Regions from separate parts of the Gossypium hirsutum genome. Here region 1 is linked to region 2. The links are chromatin contacts, called in public Hi-C maps. All regions are on one chromosome and are shown on one strand. The core of a region is the stretch at or near the end of the contact, and the rest is flanking DNA. Distances in the headings are between cores, read along the strand shown. Region 1 holds the start of LOC121215915 (two-component response regulator ARR5). Region 2 holds the start of LOC107899617.

Region 1 (6,252 bases), core at 1,422-3,921, 230 kb after region 2:
TTCCGACGACAGATTCAGGTCAGGGGTGTTACATCACCTACTAATATAAGTTGCATTCTCGCATTGTGATCTGACCACATAATGTAACTTAATATTAGTTAAACTTTAGGTCAGTGAGTCAATATTTGTTTATACATTTTGCTTTGCATGTAAAAACCATTAAAGACAAATACAAATGATATTACCTTAACAGTTATATTACGAGCATTGGTAATGTCTCCTAGTATGCTTGGGTGTAGTTGTCTTTCATGATTTTATTTTATGTGTTGAATGCTTTAATGAATTGATATTAACTATTTCTAGTTAGCATCTGGCAACCTACCTTTATCACTATTAACAAATTGAATGAAAATTATATTCGGGGTGTTTCCCTTTTTTCTTTCCTTTTTTGGTTGTTGTTGTTTTTGATTCTAAGTCTCATCAGCTTTTTGTAATTTATTTGTAGATAAAGAAATTTTCGAACTAATTATAAAACGTCATGTGTCAAGGTAAAATCATCATGGATCAAGCTAAAATAATTATTTTCAAAATCGAACAACCAGTCAAATTGATTGGATCAAGAATCAGTTGGGGTATCCAGAATAAAGGGTTGGACCAATTGAACTATAAACTAAGAACTGATTAGTTGGATAAGTTATTTTCTATTATTCTTATTTTTAATAATTTATTCAATTAAACCGGGTGAATCGATGGTCAAATTGGTTCAACTATCATATTCGTTTTTGAAAACCTTGACCGAAATTACCATTGGTGAAAATGATGATATCATAATTATTTTATCTAATTAATTTAAATTATTAAGAAAATAATAAAATTAAATTATCATTAATTAAATTAAAATAATTAAGTTATTATTTTAAATGATTATTTTATTTCTAATTAATTAAATTAATAAGAGATAAATAAAAATAAAAGAGTTTAGTCTTTATGGATCACTCATATAAAGATTTTCTATTCTATAAGAAACCTCTTTTACTTGACTGACTGTACTATAAAAGAGGGCCACCTCCAAATAATTCTACATAGCGTCACAAATTCAGAAGTCTTTGAGTTTAAATATCAAAGTTTGAAAAGAATATGTTGATAACTAGAAATTTTCTCCAAAATCCTAAGAAATCTCTAAAGAATTTGAATAACAACACAACCATTCTAAAGAAAGTTGTTTTTTTATCTTGTTTGATCGACAGAAAGAAGGCTACCCCCCCCCCCGTTTTTTCTTCAAGATCAAGCTTAGAAGCGAAGCCATCCTTCCATCAAAGATCAAGTCTAGAATACTCTTGGATCAAAGCTCTTGTTAGCCTCTTTGCATCAACATAAAGGAGATAAAAACTTATTTTTAAGATAAAGTCTCGATGACCCTTAAAGCAGATTGAACCATCCAAGATCAAGTTTCAAAGACTCTTAATCCAAATTCTGTCCAAAATTGTTTTTTAAATCAAGTCTCAACAAACTTTGAAGTGAACATAATTGATTCAACATCAAGTCTCAAAAGCCCTTGAATTCCATGAAGTCTAATTTTCAACCAAGTATCTCGCCAGACCTAGTTTACGAGTCAAGTCTTGATGACCCTTGAAGCAACTCGCATCAATCTTAGATCAAAGTCTAGACGATCCTTGAATCAAAGTAGAGAAGAATGGAAAAAGTTTTTCTTTGTAATAATTTCTTTTAGATATTATAACTTCTTTTCAATATTTATAAATAAATTTAACTCCAGATTTTCCTAATCAATATTTAACTCGAAATTTATATCATTTTCTATTAATGAAGCTTGGTGAACTAATAAATAATATGAGTTTATTTAATTTAAAAAAAGTAGATTGACTTGTTTTAAACAAAAGATAATAATTTAAGATTTTTTAATATATTAATAAACCTTAAAAAAGAGGTTGAATGGAAGCTTAAATAATTGTGAAAAGAAAATAAAACTTGAATGAATAAAAAGTAAAGTAGAAAAGGCAAATCGTGAGAAGAAAAAATGGGGAGGAAAAGGAAAGGCGGGGTAAGAGTTAAGGATCGGATCGGATCGGATCCGATGATTGTTGATTTCAAGGCAAGGTTAAGGCGATCTCCAAGATTTGATATGCAGTTTTCAAAACTTAAAAGAACAGTCCAAAAGATTAGAAAAAGCTTTGTTGGTCCCCCCCCCCCCACCCCCAGATTTGTTTTCGACTCCCCCAAATCTCTCCCTTCTCTCTCTCTTGTCGTTTTGGCTACCTTTTCAACTCCATTTCTGCGTTTTTAATATTCCCTAAATCCCTTTGATCACCTCTATTTCATGTCCTTATCCTCTCATTCTTCTTTTCAATTCCTAATTTCTATTCCCTAACTAATTCCCTCTTTTCATTCTTACTTCTTTACTCAATTTGGGTATATTCACCCATGTCACTGAATTTTTTAGAGAAGTTAATATATACCAGCTCTATAGCATGTTGTGGGTAAATCATATATTTATACAAGGTATACAGGCATTAAATAAGCGGTTTAAAATAATATTTATTATTTTTAATAATTAAAGGGTAGAAGAAGACATAAAGCTTGAATGGTAGAAGAAGAGGTGATGAAGGCATAAACCAAAGTTGATTAATGGTGAATTAAGAGAATCACAGTAAATCATGGACAGTAGCACGTGTATTTAAATAAATACACAAGAATTTATAGACCAAAAAAGGGAGAACACTAGGTGGGGTGGTACCTGCGAAAAACAAGCAACGAGGAAGTTAGAATTTTTATTTAAATTATTAAAAAGAAAAGGTAATTATTAATTTTGAAAATATAGGATGTTTTTGTTTTTGTTTTTGTTAATAAAAATCTGTGTTCACCCTTCCTAGAAATAGTAAAGATGCTGTTTGTCCAATTCCATCCGTCTTTTCAAAGCCGGTTGAAGAGGGAGAAAAGAAACATATTTTTAAGCTGTTGTTATTTATGCCGCCGGTTCGGGAGATGTGTCGGATTTGACGGCGCCTTCCTCCATTGACCTCCGGTCAGTTTCCCTGCTCGATTCCGACCATTCACTGGCACGTCCCTCAATAATAATTTTTTTTGACCAATTTATCTTATCTGTCACCACGATATTTAAACGAAATAATGGAAAGAGGGAAGTGAAAAGGGACAGGGGCCAGGGGGCAGGGCATCGAAGTGGATTTTCGAATCCCAGCGACTATTAACCCTCTCTCCTTTTGCATTAAAATATTAGATTGCGGGGATTTCTTAGTGTGAGAAAGATTTGATTTGAGAGAGAAATTTTATATTTTAATATCCATTTTTCTTTTAAAAAACATTACACCGTATAAAATGCCAGACCATTGAACCAGGGGTGGAAACCTTGTTTTATTACAGCCCACCTCTTCCTTCTCTCCCTTTTTCCTTTTTTGCATTACAGAAATCTCCCTCTTTCATTCTGTTGTCTCTGAGATGGCCCGGAACGGTGGCGTTGCTTGGATGAGGACGACGGAGAAGATAGACGGCTACGATCTTTCTACTTCTGATACTGAAGAAGTTCATGTTCTTGCCGTTGATGATAGCCTCGTTGATCGGAAAGTCATTGAACGCTTGCTCAGAATTTCCTCTTGTAAAGGTTTGTTCATCCAGATTCCCTTCTTTTTCTTCAACTCTTTTTTTTTAATTAATTAGTTTGGATTTGAATTGAATGGGGGTTTGGTTTTGGATTTGTGCAGTGACGGCAGTGGATAGCGGGAGGAGAGCTTTGCAATACCTGGGATTAGATGAGGAGATTCAAAAGAAAGAAACGAATGGTTTTGATGTGAGTACTAATAATAATTGCAATTTCATCACAAAATTTCCCGGATATTGATTTTTCTGAGCTCATTCGTTAGCCTTTTTTTTATTGTGATTTTCAGGGTCTGAAGGTTGATCTGATTATCACCGATTATTGTATGCCTGGAATGACCGGCTACGAATTGCTCAAAAAAGTGAAGGAATCTTCAGCTTTTAGAGAAATCCCAGTTGTAATCATGTCATCTGAGAACGTTATAGCTCGAATCGACAGGTATTGTTTTTTTAAGCAACTTTTATGGCCTTGAATCATTGAAAAAAGTTGGGTTCAAAAAAATAATAATGGATCTTGAAATTGTTGATAAACAGATGCTTAGAGGAAGGAGCAGAGGATTTTATAGTGAAACCAGTGAAATTGTCAGATGTAAAACGCATAATAGATTACACGACCACAGAGTTAAGAGAGGGAGAACAAAGAGAAGGAGCAAGAGCAAAAAGAAGAGGAATCAACAAAAGAAAGCAAAGAGAAGGAGATGACGATCTGTCATCATCCCCACCGTCCACTTTATCATCATCAACATCATCATCACCATCATCCTCGATTCAATCAGCAACAGCACCATCGTCTCCTTCAACACTGGATTCTCCCACCAGACGACTGAAAATGACAAGCTCTGAATAGAGCAGCATATTTTACTACTAATAAAAAAGATTTCAACTTTTAGAAAACTAGACCAAACCCCTCCCTGCAATTCTCCCGTTAATAATTTTTGACGGTTTTTGTTGCGCTTTGCAAATCAATCAAAGCTCGCTTTCTCTTCTTTCTAAGTTTTTGTACTTTCTGTTAATTATATTTATATAATGTAACAAAATGGGATTCCAATTACTAACTCAGATTAAATTATATTTGTTCTTCTTTTTTTACATAGATTTGAGGCCAATTTCTGTTGGGTTGGGATTTTGGAATGGATGAATCTGATTAATTTATTTAATATTTGTTATCTATTTTATGATCTAAATCTCTTGGGGGATTTCTTATTTTTCATTAGATGAAATATGGTAGGTAAAAAAGAAGAATCAACTGACAAGTGTGAAACATTAGTGGCAAAAGATTTACAAGTCTGGGTTGACGTCAAGTTGACCTTTTTTTTTATAATTTTAATTTTAAGGTAACTAATATATTTTAATATTTTAAATATAATTTTAAAGTGAAAAGACTACATTGACAAATTTGATAAACCTTTAAGGGCCATTGTCGTATTATCCCATTTATAGTTTGAGAAAGTTCAATGCATCACATTTGTGCCAAAAGCGCCGTATGAATCAAATTTATGTTAAAATATCACTTCTGTAATGCCTTTCTACATAAAACGTCCCTCATCCTGTAGGTAATCTTTTACCTATTTTGCTAAATAGTATTACATTTAATCTAATTCATTATTTATTTTTTTGGGTATTTGATATAATATGAAAAAAGAAACCCCAAATCTCTTGAGACCTAAAATGAAGAAAATAAAAATAAAAATGAGAAGAAATGATAGGAGAGGGAATATTAGGAGGGGAGTAATAATAATAGGGGGGGGGGGAGGTGTTGGAAAAGGGGAAGGAGATGTTCCCTGAAGAGGGGACTAGGTGGGAACTACCTCTCTAAGATTATGTATTTATTTTGAGAGGAAAATGCAGAGAGCTTTTTCAAGCGAATAGAAATGGGGATGGCTATCCAAGGCCAAGGGGGGAGACTCACTTCCCTACCACTATCACTATTGGGGCATAGCTGCTGATACTGGATAGATCTTTGGACCCTACATTTTGGCTGTCAGACTTTGATTGTTCATATACTCCTCCAACACCTTTACCCATCACCCAAATTCCACTGCCCTTGCCCCTGCCCCTCTCTCCAGTTTTTTATTATTATTATTATTATTATTATTATCTTTTAATACCCAACTTTTGTTTTCCACCTTTTGCAAGGCTTTAAACTAAATTAAAATTAGATTAGTCATAAAGAGTATAAGAATTGACATCTTCCTCCATGATTTTTTTTTTATTTTCTTGATAATGGGAGGGTATAGGGATTTGACTTTATACCATTAAACCTCATTTAAATTATGATTTAGTTGTTGTTGTTGTAGTTAAACTATGTTGAGGTATTACAAGGACAAAAAGAAACAAGGAAGGAAGAAAGAAAGAAAGAAAAGATGTAAAATCCTAAGAGAGGAGAGGCAGAGCATGACCGAACAAATCAATGTCTGAGGGGCGGGGAGGGTCGGAATGTTGAGTTTACAGATTTTCATAAAGGGCCCAAAACAAGACAACTGCTCCAGCCTGCCAGCCCGCTGGCCTTGCCTTGTCTTGTCTTCTTTCCCTTTTACTTGCCAGCTGGCTATACCTCTCAACTTTTTATTCCTTGCCCTTTTTCTTTTCTTTTATTGTTTTTCCCTTTCAGATTTTTTTTAAGAGATATTCCCTCATCCGTTAGTAGTTCAATCTTACTTACCAATATTGTATCGAAATTTTCGT
Region 2 (6,379 bases), core at 3,134-5,633:
TTTACATTAATGGACTTTGGCTCCTTTCATTCAAATTATTTTGTCAATAAAATTTACTAAGATTGGGACATGACAAGTATATATAGGATATAGTAAAATATTAAATATATATAAAAGAAATAAGACACGTGATAAATTTATAATTCTACTTGTGTAGTTGAAAAAATGTACTGTTAGCATATTAAATACTCATCTTTTATTTAAATATTATATATATTTTTTAAATAGAGATCTCCAAAAATATTTGCCAAAATGTTTCTTTTTAAGTATCGACCTCCGTACTCATATGGGGCAAAGTCTACATGGATATGTTTTGGCGGAATCCCGACAATAATAATTGTTGAGGTCAGACTTCCTTTCCAACAATTTTTGCATGACATAATGTTACCTTTTTAAAGATTCCTAGTGTAATCTCGTATAAATTAAACCTGTATTTAACTCGCATGGATGTTGAGTATTATGTCTACTATAAATACACCTAAAAACCTCAAAAGTTTCTCTAAACCCCATTAACCCTAATATATAACCATAACCCTAATCCTTTTCAATTGAAACATTTGATAAATGTTAGCTAAATTATTTCCCTCCAAACTATTTAAGCTTCAATCTATTATTAGGATAAAAATTTCAGTCCAACTCTAACTTCAACTGAAATCGACCCTGACTCTCCTAATTCAGATGCTTTCGTAAGCATGGTATTCAACATGTGTTTAAACATTTTTGGATAATGAAAAATCCTCAAGACTAATTGTAAATAAGGTTTACGATAATCTAGTAGACCCTATGTAAGGTTACTTTAGATAGATATTTTGTACCCGAATAATTCTTAAACACTCACGAGAGGCCACACTTGAAAATGAATCCAACCACCTATGATACTCATGAAAAAACATTTAAATCAAGAGAGACGGTTTCACTTCAATCAAAGTTAGAGTTGTATTGAAATCATGTGAGGAAAACAATTAGTTGAGTGTTTGTTAAATATTTTAATTGAGCCTTAAACCCTAGCTTCTACAACTTAAGATAGGTAATTTAGTTAGATTATCCTTGAGACTTTAAAGAAGAATCTAATTAAATTACATTTCACAACTTGTATAAATTAGAAATTTTTTTACAAGATGATTTACTAATCTACCGTAACTTGATATGTTAAATTAGGCTCTCTGGAGTACTCAATGAGCTTGTTTTCAAATAGTTTACGAGTATTTTTAATGTTTTTTTATTAATTCTTAGATTTTAGTGTTAATGATAGTTTTTATTATATTTTACCTCTTTTGATACCCAAATTGGAAAAACTATGTCATTGGGAGTCTAATGATTGGTTTGAGCTTATATAGGGAGATGACTAAGGCCAAATATCAAGGAAGACCTCAACTGTTGTGGGGGTCTCGACACAAATGTATGTGTGTCGCTACACTGACCTTCCATCACCTCAAGCAAAATGAACTTCAATGAAAAACCAACTTGGAGTAACTTGCCATTGAAGTCGCAACATTAAGTGTGTGGTGTCACAACACCAACAAGCCTATGTCGTGACACCAAGTGCATGTTAGATCTGGTGCCCTAAGTGTAATATATACATTTGTAAACTTGTAATGTTTTCAAACAGATTGGTTAATAAAACAATTCATGAATTACATTAATAAACTTTGTATAATATCCTCATGTGATTTTTACATGCAAAGCAAAATAGAAACAAATATTGGCTCACTGGTTGTCTAATGTTTAAATTAATACTAAGCGGTACTATGTGGCCAGATTGTAATACGGAAAGACAGCTTATATTATATATGAACCTAAACATGTACTTAGTCTAATCAGAAATGAGCAAACCAATTGAAAGACTAATATGTCATTTATCAAGTCCAATTGGGGAAATGTTTTGTCTTAGGCATTGGAGCGGATGACTCCCAGAAGATAGAGACATAGATGTGACTGGCTAAATTGACTGTACATCCGACTAGACCCAAAAAGAATAGATCATGAATCCGTTTATGGATTTATTCACTTGTAACGTTCATAGTTTGGAATCCTTAATCCCGAGTGGATAATAGACTATGTATGCATGGCTCGTATACTTTGATGTAAGTAAAAGTCTGAGTTCAAATAGATAACGGACCGAAAGCTGGTGCTTTGGGTATATGACTTCTGCAGCATGTAACATCATTCACAACAGTTGAATTCATAGCTCGAGATATGGGTAAATGATATCCTCTCATTGGCATTACATGGTTGATGAAAAGTAAAAGTCGTCATGGGTCGTTCACCTTTGTTGTAACACCCCTCACTCAACCCAATCGTCGGGTCCGATTTATGGAACGCTACAGTTGTTGCCAGAGCAAATACGAGCAATTAACATTCAAAATAAACATAAATCATACAATCATAGTCAATTCAGTTCATAATCACCAAATAAAACCTTTCTCAATTCTTATACAATCATGGATTCAATATAATTTGTGATTATTTTGATTTAGGTTATAAGTGGCATGTTCTAGGAGCATTTAAGTTCTTTTGCTATAATGATGTTATTTAAACTTGGTTTAAGCATATTTGTGTATATATCTTTGGATTTGGGCTTGTATATGTCCATATATACATGTATGTCTTTAGTTGTTTAGTATAAGATTCTTGGAAGTGTTTGAAATGTGGTAAAATTGAATGTGAATGGAGTGGATGAATTGTTATGTTTGGCATGTGTATAAGGCAAGGACTTGAGATACTTGAATGTGAATTAGTTTGGTGTATGAAATGTGGTGCCAATGAAGGCACATTGGTTAGGCACTTAGGTTGGATGTTTTGGTATGTTTCAAGCATGTTTTGAATGTGTTTTGAAGGCATGAAAATGGTTGATATTGATTTGACTTGGTACCTAAGAAAGGGTTGAAAATTTGGCTTGCTTATGAAATTTTTAGGCTGCACATGGTCTAGGACACGAGTTGTTACATGGTCGTGTGTCACATACAGTCTGTCTGTGGATGTTAATTTTTAGGTGCAAGTTTTGTTTCACATGGGCACAGTGAGCCACACAGCCTCTTGCCAAAATAGTTAACCAGTATATTAACCTAATAATACATAGCCTCACCACAACATCTTAGTTTTGGGAAGAGAGAACATCCATCAATTTATTATATTCTAACTAACACTTAATTTAATCTCATCTGAATTGGCTCCAACAATATCTTAAGTTGACATTCATGACTTTATCAAAATACTTAATAAAAGAGTAAGTTAATGCCCATGCTTAGCCTTTATCTATCTATAAAGATCCTTCATCAAGGCTTTATGCACTTTCACAATGTAAATTTTGCCCCTCTTATATTTTATGTTGTAACGATATTAAAGATATTTTGAAACTTTAATTTTGGGATACCAACGATGTCTCATTATGTCCTTCTTGTAGAAGCAGTGATGGTTTATGTTGCTTTTATGATAAATAAAATTCTCCAATTTGTTAGGAAGAAAGCTGTAACTTGACGAGTTTTAACCTGGATTACATGATTCTGAGCCCTTTCTTTTTCGGTATAATCTTCAATAATGTCTCTTTTATTCATGGGACATATTGACATGGATTCGCATGGTTTAATATTTTTTTTATATGAGTGTAGTATTATGATTTTTAGTATTTATTTTTTTAATACAATATTAAGAATTATCCATAATTTTTCTTCAATAATTAAATAAGAAGATGATGTGCTTCAGCCATTCGAACCCACGTCCTCTTATATTGATAACAATACCGATACTAACAGAATTAAAATTCAATATATCCACGTAAAGTTTTATATTTATGAACAAATTACTAATAAAATCTTTATGTTTGGGTTTTAACATTGGTAAATGTAAAGGAAAAGACAATTATTTTATGTTGTCTTTTTTAAAATTATGTTAGATTTAAATGTATTTCATGCTTAAATTTATTTTAATTTATGTTTAAATATACTATGCTCATTCTATTTGTTCTACATATATTATTTGTAATTTTTATTATATCTATGAATTAAAATTAAAAGTTTTACCCAAGTATTTTTAAAAATGAAGAAATAATTTATTTAAACAAAACGCAAAAAACGAAACGGCAATAATAAAGTCCAAACATGGCGGTTCAGTCATTTTGATTTTACCCAAAAATAAAACTTAAAAAGTATAAGAAAAAGAGGGAGCAGGCTCATCAGTCATGCCGACCACGTTCCAAAACATCAGAAATTTTGAAATAAAGAACAAGGGACACGTGTCGAATTCACATAGCAAGTAGGGTTTGGATCTACAATCCCACGACGCGACGCAAGTCGGTTGGGGAAATATACTGATAGGTCAGTGGTCCGCTGATATTTCTAAAGATTTTTATGTAGTTTTTTTAATGCCTATTGTTACACTTGCCGATGTTATTTCTCGCGGGAGGCACCGCTTTTTCTGATTTTTATTATGCACAAATTTTCTTTTCTTTTTAAACTTTTAGATATAATAAATGCGAGTTGGACTAAAGAGAGTAACGAGATTGTTGCCATGTTTTCTCCTGTCTTCTATAGATAAAAAAGGTTTTTAAGTTTTAGTGTGCATTTTTTTAAGTTTATTTGGGTTTAAATAGGTATATATGTTTAAGCGCGGCAAAACACATTATTAAATTGTTGGAGAAGAATTATGAGTTTTGTATAAAAAAAATATCAATAATTAAACTTTAATTTAAAAATAAAGCAAAAATCAGTTCCTCACCAAAATTTCAAAATGAAAATGAACTGTTTCTCTCCTTTTCTTTTCAGAACCCTTTTACTATTGAAGTACACCCTACTTCTTTTTCTTTCAATACATTTTTTTTTTCAATTCTTAGCTCTGTTGTTGCCACGTTCCCCTACGACTTTTCTTATTTAATTTAACTTAATTTACTTTATTTTAATTCCAATTTTCGTGATTCTCTCGTCTCTTCCCTCTTTTCTTTTTTCCCTTCCTAATTTCTCTTTCTCCTTCTCATCTATAAAGCACACCGGACCTTTCCTCCGCTATCCTTCTTTCTTCTCTCGCCTAACTTTACTTCATTTTCTTTCTCTGTTTATATTTTACTACCTACTCCAACAGTTTCTCAACGCAGCTGTACAGTTAGAAACAAAGGTATTATACTTTCTCTCCATCAGCTCTTCGCCTCTGCCTTCTTTCTTTCCCCCCTCAATTTTTCATCGTTTCAAACAAGGTCTTCTCAAGATTTCCTTTATTTCTTCCTCGATCTGAATCATTTCCTTACGAAACCTAATTTTGGGAATTTAAGCTGATTTTTTTTCTTTATAATTAACATCTCTAAGCTCCGTTTGTTTTTTTTCCGGCTCCGAATTGCAATTAGATCTATTTATTTTAATATTTAATTTTTTTGCTCCTGTAGATCTACGGATCTAGAACTGATTTTATCATAATTGTAGGAATTTAATGTTAGAAATACACCGGAAGAAGGCTTCGGTTGAATTTTGGTTTCTGTTTAATTAAGTTTCTGTTTTATGTTAAATAGGGATACTAATTGTTAATAATATAAAAAAAAACGTCAAAAGGAAAAAGATGAAGCAGCGTGCCATCCAACAGAACGCTATTGGAAGCAGCTGTGAGGAGTTGCAGAGCTCTATTTCGGTTTCAGTTATGGTTACGGATCGGAGAGAGACTATGGTCTGCCCAAAACCACGTCGTTTGGGTCTCTTAAACGCCTCTTTCAACGACCTGCCAGTTCGGTCCCTCAGATGGCAACTTAGGTAATTTTCCCTTATTCCCTTCAACTTTTAACCTTCTCTCTCTCAAAAATAAATAAATAAACAAATTACAGCAGAGATAGAGTACTAACAAATATTTTTAATGTTTTTCAGCCATCAAACTGAGCTTTGTGATTCGAAAGCAGGGAGTGATATTTTGGATATGATTCTTACAAAGGTATGCCCATGCTTCTTTCTCCTCATTTATTTTTAAAAATAATCTACACGTATTTAGGTGTTTATTTCTAGTTGTCTTATTCTAAGGAACAATAAATTATCATAAATTATAAAATAATAAAAAAATCTTAGCTTTGGAGCAATGGCGGAGTCTCGATGCCAGAAATGTCTTTTTCAGGGGAGGGGGGGGGGCAATTTAAAATTTTAACCGTTAGTTTAGTGAGCCAACTAAAGAGTTTCTAGAAGAACATAGTTCTGGTTATCCAAAGTGTTGATCTACGAGAAGATCCGTTAATCTGTTGTATACGGTTTCTCATAAAAAAAATTTATCTGATCATTGAATTTGGAATTTGGCAGGGTGGTTGTAGAGCAGAACAAGTAGCGTCGTCGCCCCCATTTTTTTGTGGGTCGCCGCCGAGTAGAGTAGCTAACCCATTAATACAGGATGCTCGATTTGGGGATGAGAAGATGGTCAA

What was found. A called contact is a pair of places that touch in the nucleus more often than the background predicts.
Region 1: a contact with region 2 is called in a Hi-C map of leaf, with 1.6 times the contacts expected there. The contact joins the promoter of LOC121215915 here to the promoter of LOC107899617 in region 2. A contact is called at or near these places in 2 of 34 Hi-C or Micro-C datasets (both in leaf).

Annotation. Positions count from the first base shown.
Region 1 is chrD04:50,588,222-50,594,473 of Gossypium_hirsutum_v2.1, forward strand. It overlaps LOC121215915 (two-component response regulator ARR5), which reads left to right and starts at 2,672. Exons shown (of 5, transcript XM_041090786.1): 1 at 2,672-2,751; 2 at 2,829-3,574; 3 at 3,675-3,760; 4 at 3,858-4,006; 5 at 4,102-4,636. The coding sequence starts at 3,412. The coding sequence ends at 4,414.
Region 2 is chrD04:50,351,814-50,358,192 of Gossypium_hirsutum_v2.1, forward strand. LOC107899617 reads left to right here and starts at 4,384. Exons shown (of 4, transcript XM_016825383.2): 1 at 4,384-5,106; 2 at 5,495-5,729; 3 at 5,841-5,904; 4 at 6,261-6,379. The coding sequence starts at 5,542.